Linked DNA regions of Bicyclus anynana: region 2 is linked to region 1. A link is a contact called in public Hi-C data. All regions are on one chromosome and are shown on one strand. Each heading gives the region's core, a stretch centred on a gene start, on an enhancer-like site or on the middle of the called end of the contact. The rest is flanking DNA. Distances are from core to core; before and after follow the strand shown.

Region 1 (2,756 bases), core at 75-2,574:
GCCTCCGATTCCGGAGGGTGTGGATTCGAATCCGGTCCGGGAAATGCACCTCCTACTTTGCATGCAACATTGCAACCTCCAATGTGTGCATTTTAAGAAATTAAATATCACGTGTTTCAAACGGTGAAGGGAAAGCATCGTGTGTGAAGTCTGCCAATCCGCATTGGGCCAGCGTGGTGGACTATTGGCCTAATTTTAAAATGAACTGCTACTAAAACTGCAAAAGCTGTTTTTCTACTGCTTTTCTAACCGATGGTAAAACCATTCACTGTCAAGCTTGCGCTTGACTCTTCAGAAGTGTTTGTATAGAAACCTACTGGAAATAAATGAATTTGATTTGATATCATTCATCATCATTATCAACCCATATTCGGTTCACTGCTGAGCTCGAGTCTCCTCTCAGAATAAGAGGAGTAATTGTCCATCACGCTGGCCTAATGCGGATTGGCAGACTTCACACACGCAGAGAATTAAGAAAATTCTCTGGTATGCAGGTATCCTCAAGATGTTTTTTCCTCACCGTTTGAGACGCGTGATATTTAATTTGTTGGAGAAGCAAATGCGCTGTCACTGGTTGGTATAGACTGTGCGTCGTCGGCGCACGCGCATTGAATATTTATAAGCAACTTAATGAGGTGATTTATTTATGATATATCTCTCTGCCGATACAACTTAGCGAGCTATAGAGAGGCTCCCAGTGGGCTGTCGTGAACCTTTTACCTACCTAGATACCCAACTTTTTGGTTTGTATATATTGCTCTCACCATCTAATAAGCCCACATGCCTGGAGCGTTAATGGCTTGACGTCCGATAACTCCGATCGTGTGTTGGTCGCGATAGGCATGATGGCGTGCACATGCGACCAACACACGATTAGTTTTATCGGCTGTCAAGCCGTTAGTGCTGCAGCTTATTGATCGTCAGAGGCTGACTTTATAGACTCGCAGACACTCCTAAGTTCCACTCGCGTCATTCCCGTTGCCGTGGGAATACGGGGATAAAATAAAGTCTATGTAACACGGAAAGCCTTGATAGCCGAGTGGATGTGACCTCTGCCTTCGAATCGAAGGGCGTAGGTTCAAATCCGGTCTAGGACAGGCACTGAAGTCTGCCAATCCGCTATAGGGAAGCGTGGAACAGCAGTATTAGCATAACTTCTCTCATTCTGAGAGGAGAGGACGAGAGGACAGTAATTATATTTTAACCAATTCATACCTTTAACCTTACGAGTAGTAGAGTAATAACAGGTTACTCTGTACGTGTACCCCACCGGATGTCGCGCGGTGTCGGGTTCGATTCCCGCGCAACACTACACCCCTTCGTGAGATATCCGCCTCCTGTCCTGCGCCTATCCGGTGTCGTGATTTTAAGCGCTCTCTCTTGGATACAGGATGTTGTCTTTGTTGACTCTATCGAATCTATAATAGCCGTATCGCAGTAAGTACAAGAAGTGTAAAAACACATGTGCACTGTATATCCAGCGGCGAAGAATTCATGCAAGTTGATTCCCGTCGGGTTACCTTTAAAAACCCATGCATATTCATTGTTGTACTTTATCTAGAGACATTCTACGAGTATATGACGTATGAGAAACCGGAGTTTATAGCACACCATATCAATTTCCTTCTCTTTGGGACGGCTTACCTTCATCTAAATTTCATCCTTCGCCACTGCTGTGTACTTTTTAATTATACAGTTAACCGAGTCAAGGGAGTGAACCAACACCGCCGAATTCCTATCCGAATTTTCCGCCAATATTTTTTACAGTATTTTTTTTTTATTCTGCCCCGATTCTTGAACCTTGTAGTCTGATTCGCAATTGAACAAGCTAACCGGTAAACCAATGTGGTAGTTAAATTACAAAAGAGTTAAACATTCGTTGCATGAATCATCAATTACCTCGTACCTGTAACAACGGAAAATGGGGGTGAAGGGACGTCACCCCGTGCGTTGTGGGAACTACTCGGTTACAAATAAAAAAGGGTGAATTTATAATTCCTAACTTTAGACGAGTAAATAGATGTCACACAACAACTGTAAAATTATCATATTAAGTAATAACATCATGTTGGCATCCAAACAGGCAATTGGACGGGTTTTAATTTTTACACAAAAAGTACAATTAATATGTAATTATACAGGGTGCTCGGGTGTATTTCCCATAACTTAAAGGTGTTGACGAGTCTACATGTAGGAGCCGAACTGCATAGCTAATTTTTTAACTAAAAAAATAATGTTATGTAAGTACATGGGAATTACTCCCCTGCGCCCTGTACAGTGAATTTTGTTAAGAATGATGATTTTAACAGAGCAATAAGTTTCTTGCCGGCTCATGCCAACAGAACCCTGTGATAGTCTTTCGAAACGGTGGTAGTCTCTACAAATAGTCAAACATGACTTTTCATATGTGCTTGTAAACTAAGATTAAGTACTACTTACTTCAAATATATACGCCCTTAGGCCTCTTTAATGCGGCCCTATCGCATAATCCATTCTTAGCAGCTACTTACCGAGTACCGACTATAAACTGCCTCCCTGCCAAATTTCATCTCTGTGGTTTTCAAAAATTCGTCATGTTTATGACCTTTCAAATGTATATAGTAATATTTTAATTTTACTTGATTTGAAACCCAATTCAGCTAAAAAATATATTTTATTTAATCTCTGAGGGTGCTTTGCCCCACGTATAGATTGCACGGTTCTGAGTACACCAGCAAGTCAGTTCCGAGTCGGTGTATCTAATTACATTCTCGTTA
Region 2 (2,700 bases), core at 67-2,566, 58 kb before region 1:
CATACGTTGCTAATCAGTGGACGCTTGCCATAAATCATCGGTAAAGAGTCGTATACAGATGGCAGTGATTCTTGATACTCTTGACTACTACTTGATTCTCACTCTGGAGCCCTGACCGCCGGATGCTTGGGCACTCAAATACCGCAGCGGGAGGGTTTATTTTATTTTATAAATTTTTAATAGTGTTTTGTAATATATTTTTATTATAACATTGTTAAAAATTAAAAAAAAAAAAGATAAATGAGAGCTATGTCTTATGAAAAACTAATTATTCGATATTTTTTTATAATTGCGAGATTAAATAAAGTACGATGTCAATATATCGCATGTAAATACAATAATATAATTACTTTAAGCTAATTAATTATAAATAAACAATACTATAACCGATAAGCGAATGTACAGACACGCCCGATGGGCCAGATACGCGTAGTAACCTCCCGGGTTATCGGTTAGTTAATTTATTACCACTGGTAACGTGACCCAAACGTCTCGGGTCGCCGCGTCGACAGACACGTTTGTGTTTTACGCGTAAACAATACAGTGTAAGGTTTGACCTTTGAGTTATTATGCAATTGAGATGATTTTAATGTTATGTAATTGTGCCTGGTTGGGTTGTAAGTGTAACAGACATATCAAGTCAATTATTTGAAAAAATTATTTAAAAAAAAAAATACCTGCCTAAAATATATTAATTACGTAAATCCGTTCAGCGGTTTGGAAGATATGAGGTAATAAAACATATTACATACATACAAGATACGCGCAAAAAATATAACCCTTCTTGGAGGCGGCGGTTCCCATTTGGTTAAATCGTAAGTTTACCATTATACTAGCGAACGTCCACAAGCGTATTTCCCGTTCCTCTCGGAATACTGGGATAAATAATATAACCTATGTTATCCGCTAATGATGTAGCTTTCTTTTGGTGAAATTTTTTTTTAATCGGTTTAGTGGTTTAGCCGTTAAAGCTAACCAAACATACTCATATTTGCAATTTAAATATTAATTAGGATGGCATATAATATAGATAGTATGCGTTCAGGTGACAAAAATACAACTCGAAGCTTAAAAATGGTTTTTTCGTGGGTAGAATCGCTTAATATTTTTCGAAAAAAAAAAATGCTCCGTAAAGTGACAATCTTTGAAAACCGATACAAGACACCGACAAAGGGTATCATTGGTAATTAATGCAGTACTTTAGCAAATATCGAATTAGTCCGAACTTGGTCAGAAAGGGGCCAATTAAATGCCCATTACACGTTAAATGAGCTTTTCACACGGTGCTATATGGTATGGTATGTCGGACCCATGTATCATTTAGCCAAGGCGCAGGGTTACTAGTTGCACTGTCTACGAGTTAGGGTTACCACATCGTGTATGATCTCAGCACGAAAATTGACGTAAAAAGATGAAATTTGGCAGGGAGGTAGTTTATAGTTGGTTGACGTCCGCTAAGAACGGAACTAGAAACCGGATTATGGAGATCTAAGGGCGGAAGAGGTCGCGGGTGTCCGCTTGTTTTGAATAAAAAAAAAACTAAAATACTACCTTACTGTGCCCCGCGGTTCGATATATGAAATCCCAAATGAATTTTATAATAATCCCACTAGTATTCTAGAGATTAGGCTTAGTTTAATAAAATGTGATATATTATGGTTAAAAATCTCCTGGAAAAACGTCAGTAGAGTCAGTAGTTTTGATGTAGTAGGTTGATTTTTTGTAACATTGACCATTAAAAAATCGAAAGAAAAGCTACGTTTTGTGGTGGTCATTTTGTAATTTTCAAATTTGGTATTGCATAAGAGTCCTTTCATCGACATAAATAAGAACAAGCAAAGTTAATATAGTAGTTACTTCTAATATATAAAATTCTCGTGTCGCGGTGTTCGACATTGAACTCCTCCGAAACGGCTCGACCGATTTTGATGAAATTTTTGGTGCATATTTAGTAGGTCTGAGAATCGGCCAACATCTATTTTTCAAACCCCTAAATGTTAAGGGTAGTCCACCCCAAAATTTTTTTTTTTATTTTTTAGGCAAAATTTTTTGTTTTTATTTTTTTATGACACAGCATACAAAAATACATACAACCCTAAATTTTCACCCCTCTACGATCAACCCTTATATTTTATTTGTTAATTAAAAACTATACATACAAATGATTTGTAACTAAAACGTAGTCAATTTGAGCTTTATTGTTATTGTATAAAGTTCATATTAATAATAATTAGAAAACGGGGTAGGGGTAGGGTAGTAGTAGGGTAGGGGTAGGGTAGGGTAGGGGTAGGGTTGGGGTAGGGTAGGGTAGGAGTAGGGTAGAGGTAGGGTAGGGTAGGGTAGGGGTAGGGTAGGGGTAGGGTTGGGTAGGGGTAGGGGTAGGGTAGGGGTAGGGTAGCGGTAGTTGAAAGTTTACATCGAGTTTCACGCGGACGAAGTCGCGGGCATCCGCTAGTATTACTATAAAATACAAGTTAATATAGTTAAAAAATACCGACAGAATTGAGAACCTCCTCCTTTTTAAAGTCGGTTAATTACAAAAGTAATTGGCAAGCTGTCCGATACCGAATACTAATGGATGATTTATATTATGTCAGCCACTGACGATCAAAAAAGCTCACATGCCTACAGCGGTAATGGCTTGACAGCCTATAAACTGATCGTGTGTTGGTCGCGATCGGCATGATGTCATGCACATCG

What was found. Hi-C and Micro-C count contacts between places; a contact is called where the count stands out from the background.
Region 2: a contact with region 1 is called in a Hi-C map of whole body, with 2.1 times the contacts expected there. The contact joins two enhancer-like sites. A contact is called at or near these places in 2 of 2 Hi-C or Micro-C datasets (whole body and whole larva).

Annotation. Positions count from the first base shown.
Region 1 is chr18:9,532,034-9,534,789 of ilBicAnyn1.1, reverse strand. The region is part of intron 2 of LOC112053170 (protein daughterless); the gene reads left to right. Among protein-coding and RNA genes, the nearest start is that of LOC112053179, 46 kb to the right of the region's middle. Within about 2 kb of position 1,324, at least 5 of the 8 cell types and tissues checked have open chromatin away from gene starts, as enhancers often do.
Region 2 is chr18:9,590,012-9,592,711 of ilBicAnyn1.1, reverse strand. All of the region lies in intron 1 of LOC112053170 (protein daughterless), which reads left to right. Among protein-coding and RNA genes, the nearest start is that of Trnam-cau, 11 kb to the right of the region's middle. Within about 2 kb of position 1,316, at least 1 of the 8 cell types and tissues checked has open chromatin away from gene starts, as enhancers often do.